Linked DNA regions of Mus musculus: regions 1, 2 and 4 are each linked to region 3. Evidence: chromatin contacts called from public Hi-C data. All regions are on one chromosome and are shown on one strand. The core of a region is the stretch at or near the end of the contact, and the rest is flanking DNA. Distances in the headings are between cores, read along the strand shown. Region 1 overlaps Htr1f (5-hydroxytryptamine (serotonin) receptor 1F). Region 2 has its middle 15 kb from the start of 4930453N24Rik. Region 3 has its middle 69 kb from the start of Pou1f1. Region 4 has its middle 33 kb from the start of Gm33971.

Region 1 (6,570 bases), core at 3,250-5,749, 520 kb after region 3:
TGTTCACAAATATTTCCTGTTATTTGTAGCCTGTTGGGGTTTTTGTAAACAGATAAAAATGAGAGCCTGTTTGGGAACTCATAATATTTGGTAGCTTCTTAGGATAGCGGCATTCAACATTCAGCATGAACATGCTAATCCAATAAGGATGCAAATCTAATAAGGAGGCATCATTATACATCGCATTAACTACTTAGGGAAATAAAAATGGCTAGAAATCAGGCAGCCTCCACAGTGTTTTAAACTGCAATTTATTTTTAAGCCACAAAATCATCCGCAGCCTTGTTTCAAATAAATGTAAACTTTCTTTGCCATAAAACTAAGGATGATCCGAGATTAAAATTCATGAGCTAAAAGAAAATATGAATGGTGCTGTATTTAATCAACACATGAAATCTATAGTCAGGAGGACTATTTCCAACAAACAGAAAGGAAACTGAAAACACATGTGCACTGTGAGTTCATTCATTATCAGCATAGTTTTATTGTTTGTTTGCTTTTTAATCAGAATAAACAGAAATGCTCCTGAAACTAAGCTTTATCAATAGCATAGCTAGGCAACTTATTTCAGTATTTGTCTGTCAGTTTTTGCTTTGTTTTTTTTTTAAAGAATTATTTATTTACTATATGTGTGTACACTGTAGCTGTCTTCAGACACTCCAGAAGAGGGCATCAGATTTTTGTTACGGATGGTTGTGAGCCACCAGGTGGTTGCTGGGATTTGAACTCAGGACCTTTGGAAGAGCAGTCGGCACTCTTAACCGCTGAGCCATCTCACCAGCCCCCTGTCAGTTTTAAATACACAGAATTTCTAAAGTATCTAAATAAACACATACATATACACACACATGCATACACACACACACACACACACACACCAGGCCAGTGAGATAGGTCGCTGAGTAAAGGGTCTGCCATTCAAGCCTGATAATCTGACCCCAGAAGGAAGCCCACATTCAAACAAAGGCAGCCGCATGCAGAGGAATGTAATCCCCACACTCCTAAAATGACCTGGTGAGACAGACATCAGCCCTGCTGCTAGCTTGGAGTACACAGCCCAGACTCAGAAACAAGAGAGATGCTACCTCAACCAAGCAAAAAAGAAAATGGAGCCATGAAAATTGTCCTCTAACGTCTATACACTCTATACACCTACACCCTCATACACATGTGCATTCATACCACACATACACACACACAACTACACACAACTACAACAACAATAAAATGAGAACATACACACAAATGAAAATTTGCCTGACTTAGAAAGGTCATTTTAAAGACAACCAAACTCTACTTGTTACCAAATAACTCTTAAGTAAATTCAGGCAGCCATCTTCTTAAATTATGTCTTTGGATCTATAATTTAACCTAGTGGTCCTAACATATAATAGCTATGTAAACTTTATTACATATAGTATACATTTCTAAAGATAGATATATATCTTTATACATATATGTATACATATATGTGCAGGTGCCATCAGAGTCTAGAACAAAGTATTATATCAGCTGGAGCTGGAATTACAGGCAGTCATGAGCCACCTGATGTTGGTGCTAGGACCCACACTCCTTCTCTCTGAAGCAGTAAGTGTTCCAGCTCTCTAAACTACTTTCTTACTTTATATTTTATTTTTGTACTCTCTTGGCAAATCCCTAATATTCCATATAACTCTATGTAATTTAAACTTCTGTCATTTGCCTGAGGTTGAAAACATTTATCTTATACTCCAATAATGATAGTTAATTAAATTATCAATAAAGAGAAAATTGCTCTCTTAGGCAAAGGTTAGCAACACATCTGCCTTGATATCCAGATGAGTCCCATGAGTGAGTCATTGCCCATGCTCACTAAAGCATCCTTGTTTTCCAGATCCTTGTTTCTCACAGCGGATGATTAACATTTCCATTTGCTTTATCCATTTGGGACTAACCTATAGAGGCTGCCCAATGGTGATAGCCTTTGGTAGACAGACACTCTTACACTGCTCCTTTACTTATTCCCCCTGCAGACCACACAGCACCTTTTGGAGCATGAAAAGTTGCCTGTGGGAATGAAGATTCCCAGTCAGTACCAATTTGATTCCCCCACATCCTATATCTGAAGTATGTGCTATCCTCAGCATTTAGGTCTTATCAAGTTCTGGTGGATAATCAAGAGTAATTGCAATCACCTCAATCGCTTTGGGAGGATCTTCAGTATAGTCACAACCAGCAACCCAAGCATCACACACCTGGCACTGGGGTTTTATTTGGCAACTTCTGCGAAGAGCATTATCCCCCATGTAAGGAAACTCCAATTAAATAAAGCTTGTGCATGCAACGTGTGTGTGTGTGTGTGTGCGTGTGTGTGTGTGTGTGTGTGTGTGTGTGTGTGTGTGTGAAGCTTATAAAACAATAGTATATGACTTTTTAAAGCATCCCTTCTAAAAATTATGCCTCCCCAAACCATACACACAAGCATAAAGAAAAGAAAATGTTTAAACATTTTAAAAATAATTAATGGGAATTAATCAATAATATTGATACTAAATATTTATATTCATTAAACATAATTGGAAGCAATTGTTCCTTCTCTGAAATTCATATTACCTACTCTCTGTCTCTCTACCTAATTCCCTCACACATAATTCTCTCCCTATAGTGCTGATTCCACATTTCTGAGAACGTTTGAAAATACCTTACTCAAAGCCCATGCAAATTCTTCTCTCGGGGCTGGAGATGGGCATCTGTGGTAGAGTACTTCTCTAGCACTTGTGAAGCCAGAATTTAGTCACCAGTACAAAAACAAAAAGCAAACACAAACAAAAAACTCAGAATTGTGCAACTTTGTGGCTAGCACTTCAAATTAATTGGCATGCAAACAGAGATAATTAGTAAAGAGAAACGATCAAAGAGAAATGAACTTGGCAGAGGCCACTGAGATGAAAACTACCATAGGATGCCCAGCCTTTCCAGTCTCCTCCTCAGCTCCTTGATGACCCCTCTGGATGCCCATGACTCTCTGTAATGGAGTCACTTGGTTTTGTCCTCCTTGTCTCAAACTGGATTGATTGGATTTTATTTTTGATAAGCAGCCATGCCCTTTATAAGCTCACTTCAATCCAATTAATAACTTGAACTTACAGAAGGTCTGGCTAGTAATACATTTCCATGCAAATATGCTCCATTATGTGGTCTTTAAAAAGATGTTCTGACATCTGTTTGGTAGTCATTTCCTGTGCCCCCTTTACCTATGTGTGTGTGTGTATATATACATGTGCATATATGTGTATATACATATATATGTATGTATGTGTATAAAGTTAACTTCTACCCAAAAGAAAAATACCAAATTATAAATAAAACAATGGAAAGTATAAGACTGAAGCAGGTCAGATAAGACCACAGTAAATTTAGGAGGATATGTGTTATTTCATATTAGGCCTTGCATAGACACAAAAAGCATTTTGATAATATATGGTATCCCTTAAAATAAAATCAATTGGCATATGCCAGGATCACAAGATAATGATGATATTTTAGAACAAACCTATGAGTAGTCACTTTTGCAAGACACGTTGAAGACATGGGACCGGCAAAGATTTAGTACAAAATGCCAAAAATTAAATACATTAAGTACATTACTGTTACCTATTAACCTGCTTTGAAATAATGTGGTAGAACTTCTTGATTTTTCTAACTGTAACATAGTAACTAGTTGCCAATGTTCCCTTACCCTCTCACCATCTACTCTCACTGACCTCTGGTGTTCACCATTCTACACTCAACTTCTACAAAATGGACTTTGGGGAGGGGGGCACAGGTGAGGTAGGATTTCTGTATGTAACAGCCCTGGCTGTTCTGAAACTCTCTTTGAGGACCACGCTGACCTTGAACTCACAGAGATCTGCCTGCCTCTGCCTCCAGAGTGTAGATATTAAAGGCATGTGCCACCGCACCCAGCTCCAAGATGGACTTCTTTAAAGCTTCCTGTATGGGAGAGCTCATGCCGTCTTGCCATACCACACTTGCTTCCCTTATCATAACCATAATAGATCTTTTTTTTTTAAATTCTCTTTCATAAGTGAAGGAAACTCCATCCACTGAATGCTAAGCATGTGATATTTACAAAATAATTTGCCATGATAGTTATGTAAAACACAAGAAACTTTATTCTCACATAAAAAGAATAGAAGTCCACCCTCTCTACAGAGTAGGTCAAGATGTATCTGTGTTTATTTCCAGAGCAAAGATCTGAACAGTAACGAGTAAGCCCCTTACCACATGAAGTATACTAAGGGAGTGATAGCTAAGCATTTATAATAAATCTTTAGCAACACTTCTTGCTGTGTGACTTTTATTATCTCTGCATTATAATAATGAAACTTGGTCTTTGAAAGCCATTTTCCTGAGTTCATATTAATAAATGAGGAAGCAGGATGGTTAAGGACATTCTGTTGGATCCGGGGTTCCTCTCCCAGTGTGGTACTTCATACTGCTATGGTTTGAATGAATGTCACAAAGTTTCTACTGTAGAAACTTAAGTCCCAGTGTAACAGTGCTGGGAGGTGGGGCTTCTCCACAGCAGTGTGTTAGTTGTCATTTTTCTACTTTCATGAATTAGTGTCCCTGTTGCAAGTGTATTTCATAACAGAAGTGAATTTTACACCCTTCCTCTTTTTTGTCTATCTTTGGCCATGTGGGGGCAATGCAGTAAAAGGCTCTTGAAAGGGTAACAGTCCCTTGCTTTTAGACTCCCCAGATGATAGGTAGATAGATAGATAGATAGATAGATAGATAGATAGATAGATAGATAGATAGAGACAGATCAACACTAGATACACAGATAGATAGATGGAGATAGATAGATGATAGATACATAGAGAGATGATAGATGATAGATAGATAGATAGATAGATAGATAGATAGATAGATAGATAGATACAGATCAACACTAGATACACAGATAGATAGATGGAGATAGATGATAGACACATAGAGAGATGATTGATAGATAGATAGATAGATAGATAGATAGATAGATAGATAGATAGATAATAGGTAGGTAGGTAGATAGATACATAAAGAGATGATAGACATAAATAGATATGATAGAGAGAGATAAATCTACACTAGATACACAGATGGATGGAGATAGATGATAGATACATAGAGAAATGATTGGTATATAGATAATTGATAGATAGATAGATAGATAGATAGATAGATAGATAGATAGATAGATAAAGATGATATAGACATAGAGCCATTTAAAATAACCTAGTCTGCAGCATTCTCTTAAAAGAGCACAAAAAAGACTAAAACAACTGCCTTGACATTCCAGTCTCAGACATAAACATAGGCTCTTATTGTCTTCACACCCCTACTTCTGCCATAACTTTCTTCTCCTCCTCCTCCACCCTCCCACATGCTTGGCATCCTCCTTGTCTGAGTCTCAGCAAGAGTCAAAGAAACAGTACACACTGTACTGTACAGAAATATTCCTATTTGCTTCCTTTCCTGCAGCAAATGCTTCCCATATCTAAGAGTTACACTGAAGTTTTCCCTAACATAGCTGCAATTTAATCCCCCCTCCCTGTCAACAAGACGACTGAGCAGCTGTCCCCTGAAAGTAAGAATCAGAACATTTGAGCAACGTAATGTGCATCTATGTTAAATACCTCCTAAGATCACAATTGGTATCTTCAATTTAAATATTTTTAAAATTAAGGGATGGTGATATGGCTCAGTGGCTCAAAGCACCTGCAATGAAGCCTGGCCACCTGAGTTCACAACCTGTGACCCATGAAGTAGACATAGAGAACCTACTCCCACAAGTTGTCTACCTAGCACCCACGTACACGATCTACCACGTGTGCTCCCATACATATACATACATATACAAGCATATACATACACACAAATAAATAATTAAAGAAATGTTTTTAAATTTTGGCTAAATCTGTCTGATGAATCAACAAATTGGTGTCAATGACCAGCAGAGAATAGCGGTGTTCTCAAAGCACAGTCTTATGGGCTGGCATATTTATTAGGGAGAGAGTCATTGTTAAATGACTAACCATGACTCATTTGCCTCTTGACAGGTAGAGAAAACTTTTCCATATGGAACAAAGCCACTGCTACAGTTGATTACATAAATCCTCCTCAAACATCACCATCTTTTCTCTAATAATAAGGCACAAAGAGAAAAGAAGGGTGAAGAATTAATTTCAAATAAGCACTCCAAGCACGGTCACTTGAATCAGGGACTGGTTAGGAGATGAATCACTGAGAATACCATTGGATTAAGCAGTTTAATTAAGGTCTTAGAGTTAACATCAATTTCTAGGCTAAAACATAAAGAACAGGGAAGTAAAACCCTATCCTCAATCTGCCACCTAAAGTCAAGGAAGCACCCTCAGAAGACTTTCCCCACAGATCCTCAAACTAGGTCCTCCCCAGAGGCCAGCCTGGAAAGATGCAGTGGTTTTCACGTGCACTGCTATGCTGCATAGCCAACTACACCTCTGCCAGGTCCACCTTCTCTTCAGCCTTTCAGTCTTGTATATTGCAGGGTATTGGACCTCA
Region 2 (5,985 bases), core at 1,247-3,746, 690 kb after region 3:
GAAGGATCAGGGTAGAGACTGAACACATTTCTTTGGGGAAATATTTTGAGTATTACAAATATATTACAGAATATTTGGGGAAAATATTTAGTGAAGGATTTTCTCCACTCTTAGATACCTTGTGTAAGTGGCACATGAATGAACAAAGTGCTGTCTTGAAGAGCCGGTTATTTTAAGACTATGAGGTTATGTGGCTCTTGTACAAACAGTTCAGTTCTACAGAGCTGCTTATCTCTTCACCGTCATCTCGGTGGTTTGCCTACTGCAGAAACTGTTGGGGTTTATTTAAAACCACATCCAAATACTGTGGCTGTTAAGAAAGAGTACTCTCTGGAGCTAACTGACAGGCAGACTGAGAGACCATCTAAGGCTATCTATGGATAGATTTGTTTCTTTTCCTGTACATAGGTGACCATATTATTGAAAGAGACGGCCTGTAGTAAAAAATATTTACATAGATTGATTACTAAGAAAGCCAAACTTTATAGAGTTACCTGAGAAACCTGACTCCAGAAGACTTCCGAGAGGCCAGCAGTTTGTTATTTCAGGGCCGTTGGAGCGACTGACAGATCAGCCATGTTGCAGCAGCTTCTGCTGTCCATTGACTTCTTTTTATTAAATGTATTGTCTGGCTAGTTAGCTAATAATTTGACTACCTATCATGGCTGGAATCTTGGATTGAGTGAAAATGAGAAAGGAGGAGCCAGAGAGGTGGCTCAGTAGTTAAGAGCATTTGAGGCTCGTGTGAAGGACTAGAGTTTGGTTCCTAGCTTTCAAAATTGCCTACCACTGTAGCTCCAGGGAACCTGATATCTTCTTCTGGTCTCTTCACCATCATCTTGGTGTTTTGTGTACTGCAGAAACTGTTGGGGTTTATTTAAAACCACATTCTCTCTCTCTCTCTCTTTTAAAACCACATCCTCTCTCTCTCTCTCTCTCTCTCTCTCTCTCTCTCACACACACACACACACACACACACACACACACACACACACACACAGAGTGACAGAGAGACAGACACATGGACACACACACACCACTGAACACACAATAGTAGTTTGTTTTGGAACGTATATTGTCAGCGGCAGGACGGCATTCACTCTAGAAGCCTTCTTTGCATTCCAGGAATAACTGCCAACTCTTCAAGCCTTCAAAGGCCCATGAACTAGGCGTGTTTCCACTTGCTCAAGAGGCCTCTGGCCGCATGCACTCAGGTGTGGCACAACTAGTTAAAGGGTGTCACTTGATTACATCCCTTTCTGCAGCAGGGCATGCTGACTGAGTGAGCCAGAACTCTTCCTGCTTTCAGACCCTGGCCGTCCAATAAGCTGCTCCATACAGAAAGGAGGCTGTCTTCGTCAGGGTTTTACTGCTGTGAACAGATACCATGACCAAGGCAACTCTTTTGAGGACATTTAACTGGGGTTGGCTTACAGGTTCAGAGGTTCAGTCCATTATCATCAAGGCATGGTACAGGAAGAACTGAGAGTTGTACATCTTCATCTGAAGGCTGTTAGGAGAAGACTGGCATCCAGGCAGCTAGACTGAGGGTCTTAAGTCTATGCCCACAGAGACATACCTACTCTAGAACTGCCACTCCTCAACACGGTTGCCCGTGACATGAGCAGACCTGTACCTCTGACCTCAATGACTGAGCGAGAAAAAAGGGTTGAAGAAGCTTTACACCCAGCCCCCGTGTCCTCTTGTCTTAGTTTGCTTTAGCTCTTTTCCACCTTGACAGTCTGTGGGGTGTCTCAGGATTGTTCTCCAGCATCGCTCACTGTCAGACACTGGGCCTTCCCACAGCAGTCTCTGATGTGAGGACTGATGAAGTGGATGTCTCGAGTTCTGATCCTCCATCCAGGATGAGGGGCGCACAGACCGACTTCCACCACCAAATTTAAGGTTGCCAGAACAGATGTGTGTGTGTGTGTGTGTTCTATTTCCTGTTACTAGACCCTCCAGTCTGCTGTCACCAAGGCCAATTGTACTGTCCTGACTTGTTTCGTATTTGGGGCTTCGGGGTTTTCTTCCCAACAAAGACTAAGAATTGCAGTTTTACATTTTTTAAAAAGTTTATGTTTTGTTCTTTGAGCCTCCCCCCTACCCCCGAAAAGACAGGGTTTCACTGTGTATCCCTGGCTGTCCTAGAACTTGCAACTCACTTTGTAGACCAGGCTAGCCTCAAACTCACAGAGATGCTCCTGCTCCTGCCTCCTGCATGGTGGGTTTAAAGTTGTGTGCCACCATGGCCCCCCTCACCTCTTTCTTGATTATTGACATCATTCCCATCATTCCTCTCTTTCTTTCCTAAGAATTTAGTCTACACTCTGATATCGTGACTTTTGTTTTTCATGGGTATTGGGGGAATATATAATCAACCATCTGATCGCAGTAATACCCAATAAATCTCATATGCCACCATGAGTAACTGAGCTACCTCTAATGGTGACAGCATCCACGTGGGTAAATAGGAATGAAAACTGGTGTAGCCACTAGGGAAGTCGGTGTAGGTTCCTCAAAATACTAAAAATAACGACTACATGACTAAGCTATTCAGCTCCTACATATAAATACCCAAAAGACTCTAAGTCAACGTACCACAGAAATATTGCTGGTCCATGCCTATTTCTGACTATTCTCATTACCAAAGAAATGGAACAGGATTATATATTACCAGCAGATGAATGGATAAAGAAAATACGTATACGTATGCACAATGAAGTTTTATGAAGCCATGAAAACATTTTAGATCATGCAGGAGATTGGCAGAAAAACAGGTGCAACTGGAGATCATTACATTAAGTAAAATGAGCCAGCTTCAGAAAGACAAATATGCCATTTTTTTCTCATATGTACAATTTCATTCTCTATCTCTCTCTCTGCCTTCCTCACTGCATGTGTGTCTGAAAGGGGACCATGGGATGAGAGGAAGAGATCTCAAAGCTAAGCAAGAGATGAAGGGGGACAAAAGAGAGTAATGTGATGCTAATGACAGAAGAGCAGAACCTCTTAGTGGGAGGCAGGGGACCACTTCCTCGACATGAGAGTAGGGGCACTGGAGGAGAGGGATCAGAACACAGTTCAATGACATACATGTATGAAGATTCTATAAGGAAATAAATGCATGCCTTTGTGTGGTAACTTAAAAAAATAGAGGAGAGAAAATTTGCCAATGTTTCAGAAGACTTCAGACTTTTGAGCAATGCTGGTACCAAGTCAAGGAAAACAATTGCAGATAGACTGAAGGTATCTTGTATTGTGAGAGGTATGCGAGCCTTTTTAAATTGGGGTGGAAGATTATGGCTTAGATTGTCAATATCTCCTAATGTCTACTATGAAAAAAATGGCCAAAGTTTGGGCTCTTGTGAAGATTCTGATCTCATGAATGGACTAATTTATGTTTGGACTCATGGCTTAGTGAGTTCTAGGAAAAAGGCCTATAAAAGTGAGCTCTCTCTATGTTTTCTGGTCATGATGTGATAGCTTTGATCTGTTATTTACTTCCCACCATAGATGTTCTGCCTCATCACTGGCCTGTGCACTAGAGCCATCCAAATGCTGACTTTTGCCTCTGAAACTGTAAACAACCCCCCTCCCCCGAATAGGTAAAATTTAAAGATTAAGTGAAGGGTTATAATATAAACAAATTAGGGTTTTCTTAGTCAATTTTGAATGAGAAGATATATTTTATTTTCTAAAGTAAATTTGTTCCAATTAATGGATTTGTCCTGCTGACACAAGTTACTGATTTCCTGAGGATTTTGATAAAAATTCTAGTTTTTCCACTCTTGAGTATTAACTTTAAATCATCAAATTTTAATTATTTAAACATGTAGACTAGATTCCATTTTACTAGAAACAAATTTATAAAGGTCCAGATAGCATGAGATATATTGCAGATGGCTTCTTCTTTGCATCTGCATCCCTTCTTGGTTGCTCACAGTTTTTCACTTAGTATTAAGAAGAATTAGAGCCCTTTATCCTTTCCTTGCTCAGCACCAGATGTCTAGGATGCCTCTTAGCATCATCTGGAAGGAAAGCCCCCTTCGCAGCATTGCAAAGCAGAATGTGGAAATTTACTGACATCTTGTGGCCAAGTCAGTTCTCCGAGTGTTTTCTGTCCACATCAAAGGATTGGCTTCCTATTGGTCATCCAACAAAAAAATACATCTGTCTGAAGGTCCTGAAGTTTGTGATAGTTTTGAAGTCCTGTCTCAAAGAGTTGCAAGTTAGCAGCAGAGCACTTGTCGGTCTGCATATGCACTCCAACTCCAGCATAGCACCACAAAACAAGAGACCCCATGTTCTGCTTTATTAAACAATTTTTATATTAATTAATTAATTAATTAATTAATTATATAAGGGGCTGGTGAGATAGTTCAGTGGTTAAGAGCACTGATTCATCTTCCAAAGGTCCTGAGTTCAAATCCCAGCAACCACATGGTGGCTCACAACCATCTGTAATGAGATCTGATTCCCTCTTCTGGTGTGTCTGAAGACAGCTATAGTGCACTTACATATAACAATAACTAAATCTTTTTTTAAAATTTAAAAATTAATTATGTAAAATTTAAAATTGTACGTGTGTGTGTGTGTAGGTCAGAGGACAGCTTTCAGGAGTGGTTTCTTTCAAAGTGGTATCTGAGATTACAATCAGGTCGTGGATCCTGACAGCAGACGTCTTTTCCTGCTAAGGCTTCTTGCTACCTCTCTCCCTCCCTCACCTTCCCAACCCCAAGTCTGTTTTGAATGATTGGCCCATGACAAGGGTTGACAATGGCTGTGATGACTTTCCCATCCTGGGGCAGAGGAGGGAGGGGCTGTGGGATAGCCACTTGAGGAGACTGGGTGGGAGGCCCCATGGGATGCCTACAATGAATTTTAGTAGCTGAGCTCATGACTTAGAAAGCAGATTTTAATCATCACTAAGGAGAAGTCACAGGATTCTTGTGGGCCAGGCAGGAGAAGGGCATCCAATCAGTATGTGTTTTCTATTCTGGTGTCCAGTCTCCCTGGCTCTGTGTGTCTCCTGTGCACCCTGGAAACTTTGTATATTGGGTGAGGGGATTTGTAAGTGTCTGGCAATTAAACCTTTGTCTTCTGGAAGTTAGTGACCTTTTCCCCTTTTCCTCTGGAAGTACTTTTTACAAGATTTGTAAGTAAGAGCTCTCCATAGTCTGCGTACCGTGAACACATTGCAGCGAACCTTCCATACTTCATTCCTCTGCAAGGCATAAGACTTTGCCAGGTTGCTCAGCCGCCACGATCAATTTGCCTTCATTCATCTTTTAGACTTAATTTGCCAGTTCTAAAAATCTCCTAGTCTTTCTCAATTTTAGTCTTTAATCTTTCATGTTCTGAGCAGAAAGGGTCAGAAAGCTAGCCTGTCTTCAGCCATGGCTGAGAGCCTGGCATCCTTTTCTTCATACTGCAGTGCAGCTTGATATATGGTTAGACAATAGAGGGTTGGGCATTCTTGCAATACTTTAGCAGTGCTGAAATCTGCAGCATGGTACGAAGGAAGCTAAAGTTTGAATGTAACCACTTTATTTAAAGGGTTTTTCTTCTTTAATTTAAATGTCACCGAACTGAAGTAAACATAATTTTGTTGACCATATTCATGAATTATGAACATTATTATTATAGAATTACTATAGATGCAACATGCATTGGTAGACTCATGTGATGGTCTGATGTGATAACTTCATTTCATACATTTACATATCCTGGTCTGTATGCATTTGCATAAACAACAGCAACAACAAATTCCTGCCTTGCTCTGATTGAAGGATTTCCAGGACTGTTGTCTGCTCCTGAAGTTTGTTTTAAGTATGTGTATCCTTTGTTTGTATTTTGTATTAAGAAGTAAGGAAAAGAACCCCTTATTGTTGAGCATGTTGATATTGTCTTCTTTATTTTTTTTTTCCTTCTTGGGAACCTATGAAACAAGTTATTCTTTTTCTGTAGGGTTTTTTTTTTTTT
Region 3 (6,122 bases), core at 2,157-4,656:
AATTTCATTAATTCATTGCTTTTAATAGCTATGTAGTACTCCATTGTGTAAATGTACCACATTTTCTGTATCCATTCCTCTGTTGAGGGACATCTGGGTTCTTTCCAGCTTCTGGCTTTATAAATAAGGCTGCTATGAACATAGTGGAACATGTGCCCTTATTACCAGTTGGAACGTCTTCTGGGTATATACCCAGGAGAGGTATTGCTGAACCTTCCAGCAGTACTATGTACAATTTTCTGAGGAACTGCCAAACTGATTTCCAGAGTGGTTGTACCAGCTTGCAATCCCAACAGCAATGGAGGAGTGTTCCTCTTTCTCCACATCCTCATCAGCAACTGCTGTCAACTGAGTTTTTGATCTTAACCATTCTGACTGGTGTGAGGTGGTATCTCAGGGTTGTTTTGATTTGCATTTCCCTGATGATTAAGGATGTTGAAAAGATTTTTAGGTGCTTCTCAGACATTTGGTATTCCTCAGTTGAGAATTCTTTTTTTTTTTTAGCTCTGCACCCTACTTTTTAATAGGATTATTTGGTTTTCTAGAGCCTAACTTCTTGAGTTCTTTGTATATATTGGATATTAGCTCTCTATCAGATTTAGGATTGGTAAAGATCTTTTCCAAATCTGTTGGTTGCTGTTTTGTCTTATTGACAGTGCCCTTTGCCTTACAGAAGCTTTGCAATTTTATGAGATCCCATTTGTTAATTCTTAATCTTATAGCACAAGCCATTGGTGTTCTGTTCAGGAATTTTCCCCCTGTGCTCATATCTTCTAGGCTCTTCCCCACTTTCTCCTCTATAACTTTCAGTGTCTCTGGTTTTATGTGTTTGGATTAGACATTTTTAAAAGGGATGAAGTAATGGGTATTGTACACACACACACACACACACACACACACACACACACACAAAGCAAGTGTGATTGAGCCTTGGACTTCCTCAGAACAAGAATCTGTTTTCTCAGGCCTCTCATGATCTGAAACACACTGTGTGTTTAACCTTTTAATAATTAACATTTTTTTTTAGTGTATCACTTGGGTTTTTCTCGTGTAAATTAAAAAAGATTTCTAACACATATTATGAGAGTCTAAAATTAGAGATAACAAAATATTAATACCAAAAATGTAAGCATCAATATTTCAATATAGTTTATAATATCCCTAATAGAAAGGGCTAGAATAAAGTGACTTCTAGCAATATGAGTATACTGTATACAAAATATTTCAGCCTGTGGATATATTAGACACTGTATACACTACTTTCATTTCCTGAAGCAATTCTGCTTCTCACAACCATCCTTAGAGCCTAGTACATGGGTAATATTCAGTTCATGGTGGGATGCTCTCATACAGCAACTCCACAGCTCCTGACCAAGCATTCTTTATCTATCAGTGCTCAACACCAGGCACAGACAGCAAGCATGAGTACACAGTCAAAAGCTAGCAATGAGACTGGCCCTTTTTGTTGCTATCCCCAGTGATCTATTTAATTCTTATTCTGATACTTTATAGGTTTTCGTTTTATTTCCAAAGGTAGAATAGTTACAGTGGACAGTGCTAAGTGGTACTACACATAGCATATTTGGGCCTCTGCCTTTCCAGAAATAGGTTTTTATCCCCTGCACTGTTCACTATGAGCTATGCTTAGTGACTTGTATATAGTCTATAGAGACAACAAAAGTTATAGTTATGACATTTTCAAGCTGCATTTGTAGAAAGATTGACTTGTCAGTCTCTAAACTCCTTAAATGCTTCATCTCCCCTCATGTGCTTTTGAATCAACAGGGAAAGCCATGTCAGTGGCAAACATGAGGACCCTTATGGAACTTTACTAAGAGGACCATGAAATGAAGAATAGAATACTTTTTATCAAAGTTAGTAAGGACTTGAGTCCTCCAAAGAAAGATAGGTATGATCCTGGAAAAGAACCCTCTCAGCTGCCTGTTCAAAGGGAACTGGAGCTATATCTTATGTCCACCAGTATCGCCAGGAGAAACTATGTACCTAAGCCATAGAATCTATGAGGAAAACAAGTATTTATGTCTCCGTTACTAAGCTTTATTGTAATTTCCTATACAGAGAAAGATAGTGGATGCTGAGCAATATGGAAACTGACATTCTTCAGGAGGTTGACCTTTGTGGAATTTGATCTTAGCCTGTGATCAGCACAATGCAAAGGAAGATGATAACAGAGACCAGGGTAAAAGTAATCACAGTAGAAGCCTGACGGTCAAAGTTCAGATCCCAGGACACAGCAAAATCTGATGTGACAACACACACCCCAGCACTACATCAACATTGCGGGGGCCAAGGATAAGAGAATCATCAAGGAGCTCTGAGGCCAGCTAGCCTGGAGTTCATGGTCCAATGGCAGAAACAATGAGAGATCCTACTTCAAGCAAGGGAAAAAGGAGGAGCAACTCTTAAAAAGTTGTCAACTGTCCTCCACATGTCTGTAGTGCCGTGTGTGCACTACATGAGCTTACATGTACCCCTGTCTCTCTTCCACAGGCATACATGCACAACAGCTATAAATATATGAGAGTTTTGTGGAATAACGTTATAACAAATATTTAAACACTACATTTGGTTCCTCGCCTAGACTTGGTCATTGGGGCTAAAGCAGATAGACCAGCAACAGAGAATTGCTCCTGTGGATCTCACACTGAGATATCAACAGTGGCGATCTGGGATGCTTGGACTTTGAATACATCTTAAAACAGAGCCAGTAGGATTTCCAAAAAAATTTCAGGTATTTGGAAGACATATAGTCAGACAGACAGACAGACAGAACCCCCTGAGAGAGAGAGAGAGGGAGAGAGAGAGAGAGAGGGAGAGAGAGAGAGAGAGAGAGAGAGAGAGAGAGAGAGAGAGAGAGAGAGAGAGAGAGAGATTGAGGAATTAAAATAGAGCTTTATCTTTGAGCCTCTTCGGGTAGAAGGTCTGAGTTAGAAGTATGCACTTGAGAACTATTGCAAAAAATAATAAATAATTTCAAATTGATATAACTATTGAAACAGCATGGAAAAAGACAAAGGAGAATGCCCTGAGCCTTGGTGTCCTCCACAGTGAAGAGGCAGACTGAGGAGAAAGCTTGAGGAAAGAAAGAGAGCAGAAATCCAGTGGAATGAGACCAGCATGCATTGCTTCCAAGTCATCTGGACTGCCTCTTCCTGTTTTCCCATCCTCTCCCTTCTAGCCAGCATTCTCCATGGAACCAGATAAGGAGTTTCTCTGCAAGTTTTCTTAGGAAACACTTCCTGTTAAATACTTCAATGGCTTCGTTTTACCTTTCTGAGCCTTGGCCTTTTGTTTTGTTAAACTTTCAACGCCTAAATCATTTCCATTGGCTCTCCTGATATGATTGTCCCTGCTTCTGACCCTGAATGACCTACTCAATCTGCGTCCCGAATTCCTGGTTTGCACAATCCATGACTCACTTCCTGTTTTGATTTCCATTTCATACAGCCCTGAAACTATTTTTAGTGAAGTTCAACAAAAAAAGTGGGTGCTTTTTTTAAAAATTTTTAATATTTTTTTTTATTACGTATTTTCCTCAATTACATTTCCAATGCTATCCCAAAAGTCCCCCATACCCTCTCCCCCACTTCCCTACCCACCCATTCCCATTTTTTTGGCCCTGGCATTCCCCTGTACTGGGGCATATAAAGTTTGCTTGTCCAATGGGCCTCTCTTTCCAGTGATGGCCGACTAGGCCATCTTTTGATACATATACAGCTAGAGTCAAGAGCTCCTGGGTACTGGTTAGTTCATAATGTTGCTCCACCTATAGGGTTGCAGATCCCTTTAGCTCCTTGGGTACTTTCTCTAGCTCCTTCATTGGGAGCCCTGTGATCCATCCAATAGCTGACTGTGAGCATCAACTTATGTGTTTGCTAGGCCCCGGCATAGTCTCACAAGAGACAGCTATATCTGGGTCCTTTCAGCAAAATCTTGCTAGTGTATGCAATGGTGTCAGCGTTTGGAAGCTGATTATGGGGTGGATCCCTGGATATGGCAGTCCTTTTGTCACAACTCCAAACTTTGTCTCTGTAACTCCTTCCATGGGTGTTTTGTTCCCAATTCTAAGAAGGGGCACAGTGTCCAACTCGAGCGGGTGCTTTTAACTGTACTTTGGGTTCCTTTTGTTAAATCTCCTAAATTATGTCTGTTCTTCTGTGTGATGATTTGCTGAAGACCCCTCTTCAAAATATGCTCTGCAATCCTCTTCCTACATTCATTTTCCCTAAATTCACTATTTAGTTAAGAAACAAAGACCAATATCCAAGTCAAGTTCCTGGTAATTGTTTGATATTAACACATAATATTTGAATAATACCTTATACTCTAAAAAGTAAAAGGGGAAAACAATTTATATTACTATTTATTTCACTGCTTAGAATTAGATAAAATATTGTTTTGATATGAAAACAAACAATGCATGAGTGAGTGCTTCCTTATTTTCTGATTTTATGATTACTAGTTTACTTTTTATGTTTTAACATTTGTAAATGTAAATTGTAAAATATCAAAACAACTTTTTATTGAATTCTAGATCTAAAACTCATAATACTGAATTCTAAAATAGACTCTTACTAGGAAGCAGGAACTTAAGCATTTATCATAAGTTTTTGGTCTATTTGTTTGTTTGAGTTGTTGGTCCTCACAGGTGCTAATATGACCAGAAATGTCTTTCTAAACAAACAAAAAATATGACCCTACCAATGAGAGATCCAATAAAAAAATGATATAGGTAGTGGCCACTTGAAAACTGTGACCTTGTGTGAATTGTCTGAGCAGCAGAAGTAAAGGGCTTCTTTACATTGCTATAGTCTTTCCATTTTATTGCCTTAATGTCTCTCTTTTTTACATATTGATACTTAGATATGTTATGACAAGAAGTTACATAAAACAGCTATTGTTTCATTTTCTTTCTATAAAATAATTACATGTATTTAAGAAACTGGAGGAGACAAACTTGTTGGTATTTGACATGTTCACTCGGTGTTCCATATTATTTCCATTGTTGGTGTCTTGTTTGGTAGTTTTTGAAGACTACATTTCTAATTGCTTAACCTATTTTCTAGGTTTCTATTTGTTGTCAGGCATCATTAACTGCACAGAAGTGCCTTCATTCCTAGAGACAGCCAATGGTGCCTCACTGCAAACGGCTGACATTATGGGTTAGACTCCTATCTCAGAAAGGAAGTAATCTGTCTAAACTAAGAAAAGGCGTATCAGATTCTATCTGTTGCCTGCTCTCTGCATAAACAACCAGAATCTCTTTTATCTCACTTTGGAAAGCTTGAGAAAGGAAAGGGAAAGGTGTGGTCTCCTCTGTGCTCTGGCACCTCCAGGTTTATCTGCAGCTGCAGAGCTTGATGGCCTGTGATAGCCCTGGCAATGTTAGCTGTCATGTTAGGAACGCCTTCTGTTTACTAATCCAGTTAGGGACCAAATTTAGCTCAGATCTCATTGGCTTAAAGGTAGATTATTTCCTTCAGTGAGGATACTGCTTTTCCAAATGCCTTTTTCTGAGTGTGCAGAAATTATACTCATATTTTGATAGGACAGTAAAATACTTTTACATAATCCATAAGTAGATAAACTTGAACCCATTAGTTACTTACACTATTTTACAATATAAATTTTAATTTAATTCTGTACAAAAAGCCACCTCATTGCTTTATGCGTCTTGTCAAGCAAATGCTTCTTTTAAATACATACTACATTTACATATGGGAGGGCACACATCATTTGCCTTTGGTGTTGGCTCTCCCTTTTACCATGTAGGTTCTAGGATTAAACTAAGGTTGTAGGGCTTGGTAGTATGCATTGTTGCCTGATGAACCATCCTACCAGTCCCAAATGCTTTTTAAAATGGTTCTTAAACCTTGCACCAGTCTCTGACAAACTCTATCTGCTGGCCCTGAAGCTAATGGGTTTTTGAGTGTGGCCATATGATACACATGAGTGGCCAAAAAGAGTGGACAAATTATAGAGCTGATATTTCTTCCTTAAGCTCTTGTACATGTTTCTTGTCTTCCATAGTTGGCACTAGTCTCTACCTTCATGGCCAATAACCTCAGTAAATGAACAGTGGCTACTCTTAAGGAGCAGGA
Region 4 (5,927 bases), core at 1,968-4,467, 540 kb after region 3:
GGGAAGGAGGGAAGAAGGGAAGGAAGGGGAGGAAAGGGGAGGGGAGGAAAGGGGAGGGGAGGGGAGGAAAGGGGAGGGGAGGGGAAGAAAGGGGAGGGGACGGGAAGTAAGGGGAGGGGAAGAAAGGGGAGGGGACGGGAAGAAAGGGGAGGGGAGGGGAAGAAAAAGGAAAAGTGTAGGTTGGGGCAGGGAAGTATAATCCAGTGTGAAGATATCATTTGCTGCTTATTTGATGTCATTTATTCTCATTGATGGTACTACTTTGTGAACTTTGTTTTGCAGCTATGTTTCCTCCTTTCTCTCTTTGTACGTTTTTATAATTATCAATCATTTGTTTCAGTATTGGGGAATGTTGTATTATTGCACTGTGTTAGTCAGGGTTCTCTAAAGAAACCTGAAATAGCATGAAGCTAAGTACATTAAAAGTAGACTTACTGGAACAGCTTATATGCTGTGGTTCATGTAGTCCAATAATGGTTGTCTCCTGATAGAAAGTCCAAGAGTCCAATAGCTATTCAGTCCATGAGGCTGGATGTCTCACCTGGTCTTCAGTGTATGTGGAAATACCAAAGAAGTAGGCTCTAAGAGTATAGAATGAATTCCTCCGCAGCATAGTAAATGAACTTGCCAGTAAGAGTAGGGTCAAGCAGGCAAAAAACAACTGCTTCCTTCTTCTGAGTCCTTTTACATAGGCTGCCCCCCAAATGTGTGGCCAGGACTTAGAGTAGGTCTTCCCACTGCAAATGACCCAATCCAGAAAAAAACCCGCACAGGCTTTTGTGGGGCCATGATAGGCAGCCTATTTTGGTTGAATGAGGCTTGCTCCAGCCACTCAGTAGAAAACTCTACAAGGGACAGAACACCGAGCCACATTCCCAGAGACAGGTGCCTGAAACCACAGAGCCCCCAACTCCATAATTCTGTGACTATAAGTCACACAGACAATGCCCCAAACTCCTGGCATTCTGGCTAGACTCCACCCCCACAGCTACCACCTGACTATAGCCAGGTATGCTCCTCCCCACAGTTACCTGGAAACAGCAGGATAGCCAGCCCACTATAAAAGGAGCTGCTTGGCCGCTCCTTGCTCTCTTTAAGCTCTCATCATTTTTACTCTCTTCTCTAGCCCTCCTTCTCTCTTTCCCTTCCCCCTTCTCTCCACATGACCACGGCTGGAGTCTCTCTATCTACCTTCTCTCTTTCTCCCTGCCTTTCTACAATAAAGCTCTAAAACCATAGACTGTCTCTGCTCATCAAGGCACATCATGCTTGAACGATGGGATAGGCTTTCCCCTAATGAGCCGTGTCTAACCTCCCACTGGAAGGCCTTCCTGTGTTCCAGTAACAGACCTGACCAAGGACTCTCACCCACGTGGGAACTATCCAGCACACCCCTCTCCCCCTGCGCTCTTCTCCCTTTGATTTAGCCGCCCCTCGGGCTCCCCATTTGTTCTCAGCTCTTCCGAGGTGTCCAGTGGTGTCTGGGATGCCCGAGACTGAGGACCTGGTACCTAGGATTGCCCCTTGTCCACCACCCACCTAGCTGGGGTTCAGTGGCTTTACACAGCCAGACACCCACACACATACCCAGGGCCAAGTGGAAAGTGCGGGGCAGTCTTCCATGTCTGCCCGCCCAGAGCAGCAGAACTCTGGAGGACCTCGGGTTTTCTTCTACTCCCTTTATTCCCCTGGCGCCCATTGACCAATAGGCTTTTGGGTTTTAGTTGAGTCCAGATGTAGTCAAGCTGACAATCAAGATTAATTATCTAATGCACAACCTTTGCTTAAAGAAAATTTGCTTTAAAAAAAAAATACCATCTTGCTACACTGGATCTACACAAAAATGGGCCATCAACAGCCAGGCAGAGCCTCCGCACAGACTTAGGGGTTTCTCCATCATTGCTCAACTGTGTTATATGAATAGATTCAGGAAAACGAGGAGTCATTGCTTTAGTGATGTACCCATTGGTGACCCCACTGGGCTCCAACAGATAGTTCTACTCAAGAGGTTAGCAGATAGCAGATGATTTAATTAAATGGGCCACACAACAAAATCAGCAGCCATGACTGGGAAAGGGACAAGTAGGGACAAGCAGAGGTTAATAAGGGTGTAAGAGAAATACAAAGAAACAGAAGGAAAAGCAATCAGAATACATTGAGTGCATAGATGAAACTGTGCACTGCCTAAAAATTAAATTAATAAAAAGAAAATGATAAATGCCTTCACATGAATGAATGTTATAAGACAGTCAAATATGGAAAAAATCTATCACCCATGCTTATATGTTGCATAATTTAATTTTTAAAAGAAATCTGTGTAAAGAAAAGCATTCATATAGAGAGAAAGCTGATATGGATTGAGTAGTATGTGTGAGCAAGAGTGAACTGGATTGCTTACAGGTAGAGGTTTCTTTCTGAAAGGAAGGACATAATCTAAGAGTGCACAAATGTGAGTATTCTAAATCATGACTTTTTTTTTACATTCTTATGAGGTGATAAAGAAATATCATCCTGCCTCCAAGTGTGGTGGCACATGCCTTAATCCAAGCCCTGGGAGCCTGAGGTGGGTCAAGGCTAACCTGGGCTGCATAGTGAGTTCAAGGCCACCCTGGGTCTCACAACCAGAACCTGACTCTCAAAATCAAAACCAGGGAAACAAAGTGAACCATCCTATGACAGAAATTACTCTTTTTCACAGGCAGCTTGATTTTAGGTAATTGTGACTCAGTTGCTCTATTTGTGGATGATAAAGTAACCATGGAAACCGCAGCTATTGTTTAAAGATCACAATTGGAGGAAGAGAACAGAAGTAGGAACTTGGAAAGCTGAGTAATTGTTTCCTCGGGGAGGGGGGAGAAGAATATAATTGTGAGTGTTGAACTAATGTGACAGTCCATGAGGGGAACCAGATTGTCTCGTACTCAGCAGAGACAGCAAGCTCTATTTCTCTGGAAGAAAGCTCTAGAAATTTCAGGGGAAAGAAGCTACAAACATAAGTTTAGCAACTTTATTTTCCCTGTTGGTCTCACACTTATTTTTATCTGTAACAAAAAGCAATCATACCAAGAAGAAACAAACAAACAAAAAAAGCCTTCATTAAGTTAAGGAAATCTTTCTTGTTGATTTAAGATAATGGGAACATTAATACTTTAAGGTTTAGGCACTGAGTGGGGAATTAAGCTGCTGTTTGCCGCCCTCTATAGACGAATCTAAATCTCACAGTGAAATTCAGGAAAACATTCCTCCTTATGAAGACATTCACTGTTTGTTTAACAGAGAGGAAATATTCTAGGTAAGATAGGAACAATTTCGTCACAAAGCTATCAGAATGCACCAACATACACAACATACAACATACAGTGGTATATCCTACTGTATACACAGGCCATGTGGTACAACCTACTGCTTTTAAACTACAAAACATGCACAGTGTGAGAACTATATATAGGCAACTGTGACACAGTGATAAGCTGACGTCTAAACATGTCTAAACACAGAAAAAGAATAACAAGAATACAGTCTGTTTACTCGTAAATAAGAATGTTTCTATTGTAATACTATGGAGACACCTTTGAATGTGTGGCAAATTGCTGACAGGAGCCCTTATCCTGTGGCAGGAGATACTGTTAAAATCCAGATGTGTATTTATGAACTTGAAGCAAAAATATTCACAAAACTGCAAATTCTCTTTTTCTGCTACATTGATGTCCTGTGACTCAGAAACACTGGCTGTTCGGTGATTAAGAAATGAAGACCTCGGGCTGGTGAGATGGCTCAGTGGGTAAGAGCACCCGACTGCTCTTCCGAAGGTCGGAAGTTCAAATCCCAGCAACCACATGGTGGCTCACAACCATCCGTAAAGAGATCTGACGCCCTCTTCTGGAGTGTCTGAAGACAGCTACAGTGTACTTACATATAATAAGTAAATAAATAAAATCTTTAAAAAAAAAAAAAAAAAAAAAAGAAATGAAGACCTCCCTCCTTTTAGTAGTTTAGAAATAGAAGGAAGTTAATGATGTAGTGGGGATAGAAGTTAAAATTTGATTAGGTTGTGATCTTTTTAAAGATTTATTTATTTGTTTATGTAAGTACATTTTTGCTATCTTCAGACACACCAGAAGAGGGCATTGGATTCCATGACAGATGGTTGTGAGCCAACATGTGCTTGCTGGGAATTGAACTCAGAACCTCTGGGAGAGCAGTCAGTGCTCTAAACTGCTGAGCCATCCTTTCCAGCCCTGGCTGTAATTTTCAAATAACCATTTGATACCTATGCAATCTAATTCTCCTCTTCATCACCACCTCATTCCATTTTCATTTGCTGGCCAGCCTTCTGCCAAGAGAATTTCCCCAGAATAAATGCAAACATTGATGCAAACATTGTCTTTTCAAGTTTAAAAAAAAAATCGCGATGCAGGAATAACACAGAAGAAATGCAAAGGAATATTTGTCTCCTTCACATTCTTCAACAATTGGGCAGTCAAGATTGAAGTGTGGATGGAAAACTCCTGAAGGGATTGCAGAGCGTGAAAATGGAGTTTCTGAGCCTCTTTTTTTTCTGAGACCCTGAGCACCTAAAAATCTTGTATTATACAGAATTTTTTATTTAAGGAAGAATGTGAAGGCTGAAATACAGCTGTGTGATGTGTTAAAGGAAACAAAATCTGACGCAGCCCCAGTGAGTCTTCTGGCCTACAACAGCATGAAAGGGCACAGAGGTCTGAGCAGGAGCCAGATTGAGGCGGGTAAAGGGCACACACAGTGGTTGCCCTGGAAGAGCCATTCAAGACACAAGGAAAAGTCACTACACCAGGTCACAACCTGGTTACAACTACGCCTTGAGCCTGATGTCTGAATGAGAAGAGAATCTCTGGGCACCATATGAAGTGAGCTACCTTTCAAAGAGTACCCCTATACTGAAGCAGGTCAAATAATGAAAAAAATAAAATAAAATAAAATAAAATAAAGAGCCTTTTCCCAAACCTAGAAGGAAAATTTTTAGGGAAAGTAGATCTTAAATGTGTGGCAATCAGAAAACCTAGAACAAAATTTCTCTAAAACAAAAATAATAATAGCTTATGCCTTCAGACAGAAATAAAAATGTCACCCAGATACAAGAAAAGTACATAAGGACAACGTAAACCCTATTTGTCTCCACTTACGGATCCTTTCTATCTCCATTGAAGGACCAGGCCTGATTTTGAAAAAAGGCACCAACTCCAGGAACAGACCATACGTTCCAGAAACTAGACCATAAGACACCAGCCCCAGGGACACACCATAAAATCCAAAACAAGATCATAAAACCCCCTCCCAAAGAACAGCCTGGAGAAAACCACAAAAACGGGGAAACACCTTATCTCAGAATGGACCATCTGCAGTGAGGAGCCCTATCTCATCCTATGGTTAAAGTTCATGACATAGGAATGCAGAGCACTGGCCACCTGTGATCCCTAGCACCCACCAATGACATTTTAGATTACTTAATCCTTCTAGAGAGTTCCCTCGGCTCCCTATAAGAAGGCCTGCATGGGTCTGGAGTGATGGCTTAGTAGTTAAGAGTACTGACTGCTCTTCCAGAGGTCCTGAGTTCAATCCCCAACAACCACATGGTGGCTCACAACCATCTGTGATGGGATGCGATGCCCTCTCCTGGTATACATGAAGAGAACAACAGTGTATACATAACATAAATAAAGAAATCTTAAGAAAGAAAGAAAGAAAGAAAGAAAGAAAGAAAGGGAAAGGGAAAGGGAAAGGGAAAGGGAAAGGGAAAGGGAAAGGGAAGGGGGAAAGGAAAGGGGAAAGGGGAAAGGAAAAGGGAAAGGGAACGGGAAAAGGGAAAAGACAAGACAAGACAGACTGCATGCCTTTGTCTGGGGTCACCATTTCAAAGAGTAGTTGACCCCCGCGTGCTGGTTGTTTCT

The links. A called contact is a pair of places that touch in the nucleus more often than the background predicts.
Region 1: a contact with region 3 is called in a Hi-C map of bone marrow-derived macrophages, with 14 read pairs. The contact joins two enhancer-like sites. A contact is called at or near these places in 7 of 39 promoter capture datasets (the C10 cell line, cranial neural crest, embryonic stem cells and 4 more) and 2 of 484 Hi-C or Micro-C datasets (bone marrow-derived macrophages and nephron progenitors).
Region 2: a contact with region 3 is called in a Hi-C map of bone marrow-derived macrophages, with 14 read pairs. The contact joins two enhancer-like sites. A contact is called at or near these places in 3 of 39 promoter capture datasets (the 3T3-L1 cell line, hippocampal neurons and pre-B cells), 7 of 484 Hi-C or Micro-C datasets (B cells, the G1E-ER4 cell line, the HPC-7 cell line and 3 more), 8 of 115 datasets of contacts at active chromatin or transcription factors (the 230-238 cell line, cardiomyocytes, embryonic basal ganglia and 3 more) and 3 of 9 other capture datasets (adipose tissue, embryonic stem cells and liver).
Region 4: a Hi-C map of bone marrow-derived macrophages shows a contact between it and region 3, with 14 read pairs. The contact joins two enhancer-like sites. A contact is called at or near these places in 1 of 15 datasets of contacts at CTCF or cohesin (the NIH/3T3 cell line), 1 of 484 Hi-C or Micro-C datasets (bone marrow-derived macrophages) and 4 of 115 datasets of contacts at active chromatin or transcription factors (bone marrow-derived dendritic cells, bone marrow-derived macrophages, embryonic stem cells and 1 more).

Annotation. Positions count from the first base shown.
Region 1 is chr16:64,933,055-64,939,624 of GRCm38.p6, reverse strand. All of the region lies in intron 2 of Htr1f (5-hydroxytryptamine (serotonin) receptor 1F), which reads left to right. Among named protein-coding and RNA genes, the nearest start is that of Gm33971, 62 kb to the right of the region's middle. Within about 2 kb of position 4,499, at least 12 of the 459 cell types and tissues checked have an H3K27ac peak or open chromatin away from gene starts, as enhancers often do. A contact at or near this core is called in bone marrow-derived macrophages, where this site is marked.
Region 2 is chr16:64,753,017-64,759,001 of GRCm38.p6, reverse strand. No RefSeq gene overlaps it. Among named protein-coding and RNA genes, the nearest start is that of 4930453N24Rik, 15 kb to the left of the region's middle. Within about 2 kb of position 2,496, at least 43 of the 459 cell types and tissues checked have an H3K27ac peak or open chromatin away from gene starts, as enhancers often do. A contact at or near this core is called in bone marrow-derived macrophages, where this site is marked.
Region 3 is chr16:65,448,170-65,454,291 of GRCm38.p6, reverse strand. No RefSeq gene overlaps it. Among named protein-coding and RNA genes, the nearest start is that of Pou1f1, 69 kb to the left of the region's middle. Within about 2 kb of position 3,406, at least 27 of the 459 cell types and tissues checked have an H3K27ac peak or open chromatin away from gene starts, as enhancers often do. A contact at or near this core is called in bone marrow-derived macrophages, where this site is marked.
Region 4 is chr16:64,904,576-64,910,502 of GRCm38.p6, reverse strand. No RefSeq gene overlaps it. Among named protein-coding and RNA genes, the nearest start is that of Gm33971, 33 kb to the right of the region's middle. Within about 2 kb of position 3,217, at least 7 of the 459 cell types and tissues checked have an H3K27ac peak or open chromatin away from gene starts, as enhancers often do. A contact at or near this core is called in bone marrow-derived macrophages, where this site is marked.